Linked DNA regions of Sus scrofa: region 2 is linked to region 1. The links are chromatin contacts, called in public Hi-C maps. All regions are on one chromosome and are shown on one strand. The core of a region is the stretch at or near the end of the contact, and the rest is flanking DNA. Distances in the headings are between cores, read along the strand shown.

Evidence for each region. A called contact is a pair of places that touch in the nucleus more often than the background predicts.
Region 2: a Hi-C map of embryonic fibroblasts shows a contact between it and region 1, with 4 times the contacts expected there. The contact joins the promoter of PDK2 here to the enhancer-like site in region 1. A contact is called at or near these places in 3 of 5 promoter capture datasets (fetal skeletal muscle, liver and skeletal muscle), 31 of 47 Hi-C or Micro-C datasets (adipose tissue, alveolar macrophages, blood and 16 more) and 2 of 2 datasets of contacts at active chromatin or transcription factors (alveolar macrophages and skeletal muscle).

The regions. Positions count from the first base shown.
Region 1 is chr12:26,199,918-26,206,044 of Sscrofa11.1, forward strand. No RefSeq gene overlaps it. Among named protein-coding and RNA genes, the nearest start is that of DLX3, 20 kb to the left of the region's middle. Within about 2 kb of position 3,249, at least 15 of the 83 cell types and tissues checked have an H3K27ac peak or open chromatin away from gene starts, as enhancers often do. A contact at or near this core is called in embryonic fibroblasts and omental adipose tissue, where this site is marked.
Region 2 is chr12:26,270,744-26,276,881 of Sscrofa11.1, forward strand. It overlaps PDK2 (pyruvate dehydrogenase kinase, isozyme 2), which reads left to right and starts at 3,819. Exons shown (of 11, transcript XM_021067148.1): 1 at 3,819-4,076; 2 at 5,910-6,051. The coding sequence starts at 3,959.

The DNA.
Region 1 (6,127 bases), core at 1,999-4,498:
CAATGCCAGATCCTTGACCCACTCAGCGAGGCCAGATATTGAACCCACGTACTCATACATACGGGTTCGTTAACTGTAGCCATGGCAGGAATGCCCTATTTTTTCTTTTTTTGGCCCTGGTGGCAGAATGCAGAACTTCCTGAGCCAGGGATCAAACCACAGCAGTGACAATGCCAGATCTTTAGCCTGCTAGGCCACCAGGGAACTCCTTCTTGGAGGTTTTTTGGTTTTGTTTTTGTTTTTGTTGCTTTTTAGGGCTGCATCTGGGGCACATGGAGTTTCCCAGGCTAGGGGTCCAATCGGAGCTGTAGCTGCTGGCCTACACCACAGCTACAGCAACGCAGGATCTGAGCCGCATCTGCAACCTACGCCACAGCTCAGGGCAACGCCGGATCCTTAACCCACTAAAGCGAGGCCAGAGATTGAGCCTGTGTCCTCATGGATGCTAGTCAGATTTGTTAACTGCTGAGCCACTACAGGAACTCTTCCTTGGATTTTTTTTTTTTTTTTTTTTTTTTTTTTTTTTGGTAAGAAAGCTGGGAGTTCCCGGGTGGCAGCAAAAAAAAAAGAAAAAAGAAAAAAAGGATATATAGACAGAAAACTACCTAAGTGTGCTGGAAATTAAGGTGATGTGGCCTGCGGTCAGGAAAAGGGTCAGGACGGCCCTTGGAACGGTCTTAATGATGAACAATCTGGGCATCTGTAGTTCGAAGAAGGGCGATGCTGAGCCCTGACTGCGGGCTGCAGTTAGCACAGTCGCCACCAGGTGGCAGGCCTGCCCATTTCTAACGGACCCGCACGCTGGCTGCTGGGAACTCAGATTGGTTGCTGTATTTGTTTATTCATCCATCATTTATTCATTCGTGGTTTTTTATTCCCCAAGCACTTTGGACTCCTCATATATGCCAGCAGGCATTGTGATGGATGTAAAGCGGAAATGAAAGTGGCCAAGACAAGGTCTCTGTTCTGGGCATCTCCCTCAACTACTCTCTACTTGACAACCTGTCTGGTGCACAGTCGAGGGTCCAGCAGGGCAGCGGCCGAGTGTCTGTGGGTCAGGCTGGCTGCCTAGGTCGGTTCCTACTACTGCCCCGTGGCATAGTGCCCCTCGCCTCTGTTCCATAGTGAGAACCAGCGGGCAGTGGGCCCTGAGCGAGGCTTGGATGGCCTCCCACACTGGTGTCAGGTCGCCCACAGCAGGTCTCAGGTGTAGCCGCACAGTGGTCCCCCGGGCTGAGGTTTTCTCCATCTCTGTTCCTCCTCCAGCCTCAAGCCACCAGCCCCTCCCCACTCCCATCCTCCCTTGCACTGCTCTGTTCTGGCAGCTTTTCTCAGAGATGTCCATCCAGAAAGCAGACAGTAGGCCCCTGGAGTAGATCCAGGTCCTAGGTGCCCTGGGGTCACTGTGCCCTTTCTGCTTTCCTCAAGCCTGGCTTCTACCCCATTTTTGCTCCAGGCTCCCAGGGCCAGTGTCTTGGCATCGTGTCTTGGCTTTTTACTCAGGCCGCACCTGAAACACAGCCTCGGAAGTGCAGAGACCTCAGCAAGTTCACCATGGAAGCCCTAGGACCTTGCACAGTGCCTGACACATAGCAGGTCTCAACAAATGTGGGCTGGAGTTCCCGTCGTGGTTCTGTGGTTAACGAATCTGACTAGGAACCATGACGTTGCGGGTTCGATCCCTGGCCTCGCTCAGTGGGTTAACGATCCAGCATTGCCGTGAGCTGTGGTTGGTGTAGATCGCAGACTCAGCTTGGATCCAGCGTTGCTGTGGTTCTGGCATAGGCTGGTGGCTACAGTTCCGATTGGACCCCTAGCCTGGGAAACTCCATAAGCCATGGGTGCGGCCCTAAAAAGACAAACAAGAAACAAAAAGCAAACATGGGCTGAATCACTCAATGGAGGTGACAGAATGCAGTTATGCAAAGCCTCTGAGGTCTTCAGAGGGAGGCCCCATGGATCCAGGGGAAGGCAGGGTGGATGCTAGGAACGCACCTGAGAGTGTCCATGTGTCTGGGCAACTGCCTTCAATTGAATGGGAGGACCCCCTGGACCAACCCCAGTCTGCTCCTTATGCACCGGAACTCTAGACTCAGGGCGGCGGGCGGGCGGGCGGGGTGGGGGGGGAGGTAACCTACTGAGCTCACCCTTTGGACAGTCCAACACCCACCCCCCCGACCCCAAATGACTTCCTCGGCCAACAGCCAGGGAGCCCTATCCTCTGGAAGAGTGCCAGCCACTGTTCTGCCTCTCTTCCCTCTCCCCTCTCTTCCTGCCCCAGCTTCCCTGGCAACTGGGAACCCCCTCTCTCATCCCAGCCCTGTGCCTTCTGACTCACAGTGCAGCTCAGCTGGAAAGCATCTGGCCATGCCCATGGCCCTGGCATCTGGCCCGTTGCCCTGCCCGAGGAGCACCCCTCCCTCACACCTTCCAGGCAGTTCCTCCATTAGAATTCTGTCCATTGAAAACTTCTCCACTCCCCAGAAAATCCCCTCTGATAGGAGGGGCTGGCAAAGCAGCCCCAGCCCCTGTACACAGTGCCAGGTGGAGTGGGAGAACCGATCTTATCAACTCATCACATTCCAAACATTCCCCGTGGGCAGGGGAGGAGGGGTGGCCGGAAGAGGAGAATGCTGTGACTTCAACATCCTGTGTCTCTGTTTGCTCCAGTTTCTCCCCCCCACCCCCACCTCCAGCCTGGGGCTCAGGTCCCCTCCATGTGCCTCCCAGGCCCTCCCACCTTGGACCCCATGTGCAGCTCCCCATCCTTCTCTGATCTCTTCTGGAGTTCCCCCAGAGCCTCCTGCCAAACGGCACAGGACCAGAAGTGAGGGCCAGCTCCTCCACCTGCCTCCACCCCCACCAGGCTCAGGCTCCCTTCCTCTCCTGCTGGAAGAGGAGCGGCCTGCCCACCTTCTTTACAGAGGTCTGCAGATATTTGGACGAAGTGGTCCTTTCCCTAAAACACACACACACATCCCTCTGCCCTGTGGCTACCTCCCAACTCCTGACCAGAGAGCAGTGGCTGAAGGGGGCTGGGATCCAGGATCCTCGAGTTTGTTTTTGTTTTTGTTTTTAATCTTTCACCCTTGGCACATGGAGGTTCCCAGGCTAGGGCTCCAATCGGAGCTGTAGTCGCTGGCCTACACCACAGCCATAGCAATGCACGATCCGAGCTGTGTCTGTGACCTACACCACAGCTCACAGTGAAGCCAGATCCTTAACCCACTGAGTGAGGCCAGGGATCGCTCAGATGCTAGTCAGATTCGTTTTCATTGAGCCACAGATGTGAACTCCAGGGAGCCTCGAGTTTTAATTCTGGCTCTGACACTAACTTATTGACCTGAGGCTTGTTGCTCCTCTGCTCTGAGCCTCAGTTTCCCTGAGGAATGACAGGAATGGACCGGGGTCTCATGTTGTAGGGCCTGAGGGGAAGACCAAACTACCCCTTAGACTAGACCAAGGTTGGTGGAAGACATGGAGGGAAGTCATTACAATGGTGCCCCCTTCGGAGACAACTCCATTTTCGTTTTGGAGTGAGGAGTAGGCAGCTCCCAGGGGCTCCCCTCTTCCAAGTGGGCCCCATTCCAGTCCCTCTGAACATTCTCTTATCAGAAAAACTGTCCAAGGAGTTCCCGTCGTGGCTCAGTGGTTAACGAATCCGACTAAGAACCATGAGGTTGTGGGTTCGACCCCTGGCCTTGCTCAGTGGGTTAAGGATCCCACGTTGCCGTGAGCTGTGGTGTAGGTCGCAGACGAGGCTCGGATCCTGTGTTGCTGTGGCTCTGGCATAGGCTTGGCAGCTACAGCTCCGATTGGACCCCTAGCCTGGGAACCTCCATATGCCGCGGGAGTGTCCCTAGAAAAGGCAAAAAGACAAAAAAAAAGAAAAAGAAAAAAGAAAAATTGTCCAAAAAAGAAGTACCATGAAGAATATTTCCAAATACACATATGAACACACACATGCACATATGCATATGCATACGCACATAGCCTACATCAAGCTTAATGGTGAGCCACTGAAAGCTTTCCTACCAAGATCAGGAACCAGACAAGGATCTCACTATCACCTCTTCTGACAACCACTACACTTGGGAGTCCCAGACAGGGCAATGAACAAATAAAAGTTATAAGAATTATAAAAGGGAGTTACTGTTGTAGCTCAGCAGGTTAAGAACCCAACTAGGATCCATGAGGATGGGGGTTCGATCCCCGGCTTCACTCAGTGGGTTAAGGATCCAGGGTTGCCATGAGCTGAGGTGTACATCACAGATGTTGCCCAGATCCTGTGTTGCTGTGGTGTAGGTCAGTAGCTGCACCTCTGCTTTGACCCCTAGTCTAGGACTTCCATATGCCACAGATGTGGCCCTAAGAAGCAAAAACAACAACAACAAAACACACGAAAAAAGCAAAACCAAAAAACCTCAAAAAAAAAACCAAAAACAATTTAAAAAAATCCAAAACAAAAAAAAAAAAACATTAAAAAAACTATCAGTATTTCTTTGGGGGTGTGAATCATTTTAATATTTTATGAATGAAAAATGCTTTAAATTATACAGTGCTTTACAATTTTCAAAAGTTTCACACACATGATTTCATATAATCCCATAATAACACTTTCCCCATCCCAATTTTTTCCCTTGCCCTTTCCCTCTCCCCAGTGGTAACCACCAGTTCTCTATATCTGTGCTTTTTGGTTTTATTCGCTAGCTGTTGTACTTTTTAGATTCCACATATAAATGATATCATATGATATTTGTCTTTGCCTGACATTTCATTTAGCATAATTCCTCCCAAGCCCACCTATGTTGCTTCAAATGGCAAATGGCAAAAATTCATTCTTTGTAATGATTGAATAGTATTCCATTGTATGTATGCATACATATGTGTGTGTGCATATGTATATATATGCACATTTTTATCCATTTATCTGTTGATGGACATTTAGGTTGTTTCCATACCTTGGCAATTGTAAATAGTGCTGCAATGAACATTAGGGAAACTACCTATATTTAGATGAAATAATGGTACGGAAAAAATCTAAAAAATACACAAATTATTACAATAAATAAGTGAATTTAGCAAGGTCGCTGGACACAAGATCAGGAAAAGAAATCAAATGTTCTTCAACATGTTATAATGTACCATTAGGGAAAGGAATTTAAAAAGAGGATCATTTACATGCCAAGAAATTATCAAACACCTGCCTAGAAATAAATCTAGCAAAAGAGAGCAAGATCAGTCAATACACAGAAAACCACAAAACATTGTTGAGAAATACTTTAAAATCCCGAATTAACAGAAGGGTATACTATGTTCATGGATTGAAAATCTAGATATTGTAAAAGTGTTCATCCTCCACAAATCAATTTATAGATTCAATGCAACCCCAATCAAAATCTCAGTAGGAATGTGTATGTTTGTGTGTGTGTAAATTGATAAATTGATTCCAAAATTTATGTAGAAACACAAGAGACCAAGAAGCGCCAAGACACTCTTGAAGAAGAGCAAAGCAAAGAGATTCTAGTGCCAGATATTAAGCGAGTGTGGTAGAAGTGCAAAGAATGACCAGTAAACAAAAACAGAACCCCAAAACAGATCCACGCAAATATGGCCACTTGATTTTTGACACAGATGATATTGCTATGCTATACTGGGAAAAGAATCTACCCAAGTCAATCTATAGATTCAGAGCAATCCCTATCAAACCACCAATGGTATTTTTTCACAGAACTAGAACAACAAAAACTTTTTTTTTTTGTCTTTTTGCTATTTCTTTGGGCCGCTCCCGCAGCATATGGAGGTTCCCAGGCTAGGGGTCGAATCGGAGCTGTAGCCACCGGCCTACGCCAGAGCCACAGCAACGTGGGATCCGAGCCACGTCTGCAGCCTACACCACAGCTCACGGCAACGCCAGATCGTTAACCCACTGAGCAAGGGCAGGGACCGAACCCGCAACTTCATGGTTCCTAGTCGGATTCGTTAACCACTGCGCCACGACAGGAACTCCAGAACAAAAAGTTTTTAAATTTTTACGGAAACACAAAAGACCCCAAAGAGAAAGCAATCTTGAGAAAGAAAAAATGGACCTGGAGGAATCAGGCTTCCCAGCTTCAGACTTTACTAC
Region 2 (6,138 bases), core at 2,569-5,068, 71 kb after region 1:
GGGTCTTGGCTCTTTTGTCATGGAAAGAACCCATAAGGGACTTCCTGTTGTGGCTCAGTGGTAATGAACCCAACTAGTATCCATAAAGATGCGGGTTCAGTCCCTGGCCTCGCTCAGTGGGTTAAGGTTCCGGCGTTGCAGTCAGCTGTGGTGTAGGTCACAGATGCGGCTCAGATCCCACATTGCTGTGGCCATGACATAGGATGGCTATGGCTCTGATTCGACCCCTAGCCTGGGAACTTCCATATGTCCTAGGTGCGGCTCTAAAAAAGAAAAAAAAAAAAAAATAGAGGGAGAAGGAGAGAGAGCCTATAAGGTCCTCTGTCTCTCCTGGGCACCGGGCTGGATTGCGCTTCCTGGGCCCCACCTGGTTGGATGGTGCCACGTAACTCATTCTGGCCAATGAGTTGTCAGCGGGAGGGAAGGGACTCTGTTCTGGGCTGAGACCCTCAATTCTGCTTCTCTAAACTGCTGTGGAAGCCTGTGTTGAGAAAAATCGGCTGTCAGACTCAGTCCCCGAGGGCTCCCCCCACCCCACCAAGCCATGTTGTACATGTAGCGGGAAATTTGGGAATGTGGGGGGGTGGGGTTGTTAACTTCCCATCACCTAACCTAGCTTGATACCTCCAGCCCTGCTGTTACCCGCCCTGAAGCAATCTCTGCAGGAGGAGTTTGATCCAAGCACAGAACCCCCGTTATGGAAGCCTAGCTCTAAGGGGAGGACCGTGGGAAATCTCATATCTGTCTCTTACACCCAGCCTCAGGGTTTCCTTTTACTTGAAGGTTGACAGTTAATTGTCTTTTTGTTTTCTGGGTTTTTTTTTTTTCTTTTTGGAGCCACACCCAAGGCATGTGGATGTTCCCAGGCTAAGGGTCGAATTAGAGCTGTAGCTGCCGGCCTACACCACAGCCACAGCAACACGGGATCTGAGCCACATCTGTGACCTACACCCTGGCCACGCTGGACCCATCACCCACTGAGCGGGGCCAGGGATCGAACCCACATCCTCATGGATACTAGTTGGATTCGTTTCCACTGCACCACAACAGGAACTCCAATAATAGTTTTTGATGTGGTGGTGGTTTTTGTTTTTCGGGGTTTTTTTAATGGTCGCACCTGTAGCACATGGAAGTTCCCAGGCTGGGGGTCGACTCCAAGCAGCAGCTGCTGCTGGCCTGTCACAGCCACAGCAACGGCAGGATCGGAGCCGTATCTGCGACCTATGCCATAGCTCAGGGCAAAGCCAGATCCTTAACCCACTGAGCAAGGCCAGGGATTGAACTTGCATCCTCTATATCAGGTTCTTAACCCACTGAGCCACAACAGGAACTCCCAAATTTCACAGTAATAGCCATAGCTGCCGTTTATTGATATTTACAGTGCACCAGGCACAGGGATCCACTTTTTTTACATATAATATTTCATATACTCTTCCAGGCACCTTGAAGACCGCATTCACCAACATCATCCATGGTCTAACTGCTGGTTTGGCGGTCCTCTCTGATACCGCTGTGGCATGTCTTCCCCGGGGACCCCAACTTCTTTTTTCACCTTTTCTCTTCAGTGTGCTGGATGCAGCGCCTGGTGTTGGAGACAGAGCCGTGAATCAGACCGAGATAGCCCTGCCCTCCAGAAGCTTAAAGTCTCTTGGGGAGACAGAGGAACAGATGATGACACTTCGTGTAAAGGAGTTAAAATGGGTGTTAGATCGGGAGATCTAAGGAAACTTTGGAGGGAGCCCATAACCCAGCCGGGCAGGTCAGGGACCTGAAGACTGAGTAAGTGAAAGTGAGAAGAAAGAATGATCCAGGAGTTCCCATCGTGGCTCAGGAGTTAACGAATCCGACTAGGAACCATGAGGTTGTGGGTTTGGTCCGTGCCCTTGCTCAGTGGGTTAAGGATCCGGCGTTGCCATGAGCTGTGGTGTAGGTTGCAGACGCGGCTCGGATCCTGGATTGCTGTGGCTCTGGCATAGGCTGGTGTCTACAGCTCCGATTCGACCCCTAGCCTGGGAACCTCCATATGCCACCAGAGCGGCCCAAGAAATGGCAAAAAAAAAAAAAAAAAAAAAAAAAAAAAAAAAAAAAAAGAAGAAGAAGAAGAAGAAGAAGAAGAAAGAATGATCCATACATAAGAGACAGCATTTGCAACAGCACGGAGATTGGAGACTGGTTCAAGGCAGTGGATCAGTGTGGCTGGGAGTTGAGCAGGGGAAATGTGGAGAGATGAGGCTGGAGAGTTAAGCCAAAGCAGACCATGTGAGAACTGGAAAGGCTGCAGGAAGAAGTGGCGAGCCAGCAACAGGCTATGAGCAAGAGAAGTAACACGGTCAGAGCTGCAGTTGAGAATGACCTCTGAACCTGTTTCCTCATCTACAAAATAGAGATAATAATAGCACAATAGAGCTGTCCTGAGAAGTAAATGAGATAATGAATGCAAACAGTGCTTGGCACATAGGTTATTATTCATTCAGCTAAGAGAGTCCCCTTCATTGTGAGGCCTTGCTCATAGCTCTGCATAGGCTATAATCATATTCTGTTATAACTATTTATTTATTTATGCAGCTCTCTCCCAGACTGAGAAATGAAACGATCGAAGGAAAAGGCAGTGTCCCAATCTTGTCTCTTTCCCTGTCCCAGCACAAAGCCTAAAATTTATTATGCCATTGGTGAATGTGAGCCCACGACTGAACAGCGAAAAACACCTCAAGGGGGTGGGGGGAGAAGCGAGGGACTTACCGCTCTCGACCACAAGAGGGCGCGCGCTGGGTTCCCACGAGAGAGCCGGTTGGCTGAGGAAGGGCGGGCTCTCCGCCTCCAGCACCAATCATCTCCCAGGACCTTTCTCTAAGAACGCTCAGAGCGAAAAAGGTTGCTTTCTTAGGTCCAAAGAGAAGAGAATAAAAAAATAAAAGTGTTTTGGGAGTTTCCCTCGTGGCTCAGCGGAAACGAATCTTACTAGCATCCATGAGGATGCAGGTTCGATCCCTGGCCTCGTTCAGTGGGTTAAGGGTCCGGCGTTGCCATGAGCTGTGGTGTAGGTCGCAGACGCGGCTCGGATCCCGAGTTGCTGTGGCTCTGGCGTAGGCCGGCAGCTACAGCTCCGATTTGACCCCTAGCCTGGGAATCTCCATGTGCCGCTAGTGCGGCCCTAAAAAGACAAAAAAAAAAAAAAAAAGTTTTTTGAAAACTTCATTGTAGCACTGATGGTAAGGGTTGCCTCTGCCGCCTCCAGGTGTTAATTAGGAGGTTGACTGACTTTTTTAACTGGAAAAGCAACATGCCGCCTTTTCATGAGCTGCTTGGATCTTTGTGATACGAGGGACTGACGTGGGCTCGCATCCAGATCCCGAAGTTAGCAAACATTCAATCTGAGTCACTGTCATCTGAATTGGGAACCCACTAGACCCCCTAAGGGAGAGCAGATGGGAATCAAGATAGGTGAATCGGGACACTTTGGGAGGAAATGGGGTGCGCTGACAGCTACCGGAACAATCTCAGAGACGAGACGTGAAGGAGTCTGAGGAGGGAGCGGGGAAAGGAAGGAGTAGAATAGGTATGGGAATAACGAGCCTCTGGGAAGGGAGGGGTTAACCCCTATGGGCGGGGAGGAGGAAGGGCGGGGTGACACCCGGGAGGCGGGCTCTCCGCCCGGCCTCCCGAAAACAACAGGCCGCTCCGGGCAAACACGGAGTTAAGGGGGCGGGCCCAGGGGGCAGCCACGTGCCGGGGCGAGAGGCAATTGGCTCTCCGGAAGTTGTTTGTGAGCGGCCATTGGCGACGTCGGGGCGCCGCGACGAGCCGATTGGCCGGACTCGGAGCCCCGCCAGGGCGGTGGTGGGGAGGAGGCGGCCTGGGCGGCGCGGGACCCGAGTGGGCCAAGCCGAGCGCCAACGCTGCCCGCGCGGGGTGCGGAGCCCGAGCCCGAGCCCGAGCCCGAGGCGCGGCCGCCGCTGCCATGCGCTGGGTCCGCGCGCTACTGAAGAATGCGTCCCTGGCAGGGGCGCCCAAGTACATCGAGCACTTCAGCAAGTTCTCCCCGTCCCCGTTGTCCATGAAGCAGTTTCTGGACTTCGGTACGAGGGGGCGGGAGGCGGCTGGCCACCGGGACCTGCGGGGGAGGGGGGGCTGGGGGGGAGGAAGGCGTCCTGGCCGTGAAGGGTTAACACGGAGGTTGAGAGAGACCGAGTGACGGGAAGGGTTGGCTTGCAGGGGTCCAGGCAGGAGAGGGTTAACGGAGAGGCCGGAGGCAGCCGGCCTTAAAAGGGTTAGGGCACCCCGGCTGGAGAGACTAGGCAGTGGGAAGTGGGGGCGCTGAGGAGGGATCGGAGGTATCTTCTCGGGCTTTGTGAGGGGTCTTGGTGAGGAAGGGGCAGTGAGGCGGTGATGTTAGGGCTGGAAGGCACGAAAGGGTTCCTGGGGTTGTTCTGGCGATTCTAAGAGTGAGGGTCAGAGAAGAAATGGGCCGGGATGCTGGTGGCTGTAAGGAGGCAGGGCTGGGAGGCACAGCCATCTGGAAGGAGACCTGTGCAGGGCAGACGTGGAGGGGTCAGTTGGGGGCAGGGGCTCTCTCAGATGAGTCAACAGGAGGGACACCCTGACCAGTACACCTCCGCCCACTGAAGGAGCTGCCCTCCAGCTGTCCCAGTGGGCAAGGACACTTGAAGATCAAATCTGCTGTGGCCTGGCCATCTGTCTCCAGCTGGGCAGGGGTCTGGGGCGCTGTGAGGTGCAGTCGGGTGCCTTGTACCCACCCTTGGCTGCCCCTGGGTTCTTGTGCCAGGGTGGCCTAACACCCCCCACCACCACCACCATTCTGGGGGTGGCTCTGGAGCCAGAGCAAGGCTGTGCCAACGTGGTGACTGAAACAGGCATTGTGTGGTCCCTGTCTGTTCCCACCGTGTTTCCATGGTGCCAGCTGGGGATTAGAAGGGGGGGTGCCCCTTCTCTCAAGAGTTGAGGAGAGACAGTGCCTGGCTCAGGTTACAGCTGCGTCACTGATGGCAGGCGGGGGAAGGTGGCAGTCAGGACACGGGGCACCTGTTCCCCAAGACCTGTCTGCCTGAGCTCCTCCCGTGTAGGAAAGCCTCCAGAGCCCCCTCTCAACCCCCTGCAGCTGCCCAGCCCGGCCTGGACCCCAGTTACAGAACTGTCACAGCTGGGAAGGGCTCAGGGTAGAGTCTGGTTCCCTCGGGGTACAGCGGGGGAAGCAGACCTTCAGAAGGATGGGGTACAGCAGGGGAAGCAGACCTTCAGAAGCATGGTGACGTGCCTTGGGTGACAGAGTTGGAAGCAGAAGCTGGACTTAGAACCCAGGTCTCCTGACTCTAGGCCATGGCCCCATCCAGTCCTCCACCACCTCTTCATCTTGAAGCCAGACCAAAGTATTGGGCCCTGGTTCTCAACCTTGTCCACCTCACAGGTGGGTGGGCATTAATGTAGGGGCAGCCCTACAATGGGCATAAAGAGGTGACACCAGGACCCTGCAGCTGCTGTGGTCCCAGCATAGCTCCCCTTAGCCAGGGGCGGGAGGGTGCTCATCTCAAGGTAGGGATAGATTTTCCAGGCTCCTCTGCCCACTTGGATCCACCCCCCTCAAAGTGGGTTGTGTGTCTGCTGGGAGGGAAAGAAAGAGAAGAAGCTGGGATGGAGGTCACAGTGAGCCCAGATGGCCCTGTCCCCCGGGGTTGGGTTCAGCTGCAGGTGGAGAGAGCATGCAGCCTCCCTAAGGATGAGGCTGGGTGGTGTGGCGGTCACTGCAGAGGTCAGGAGGGGCTCCTTGTCCTGTGCCTTGGCTTCTTCTGAACCCTCAGGAAATGAAGGCTTTAGAGATCTGACCCCCAAGAAACCCCCTGGCTCCTGTGCATGGTTCATGACTCTATGGGGCTCACCCTTCCCTCTCCCACCAGGATCCAGCAATGCCTGTGAGAAAACCTCGTTCACCTTCCTCAGGCAGGAGCTGCCAGTGCGCCTGGCCAACATCATGAAAGAGATCAACCTGCTTCCCGACCGGGTGCTGAGCACACCCTCGGTGCAGCTGGTGCAGAGCTGGTGAGACCCCTGGCTAGGTCCCTGCACCTCCCGCTCCATTGCCAGATGCCCTCTGCCCACCGCAGCCTTGAGAGAGATGGGGACCGA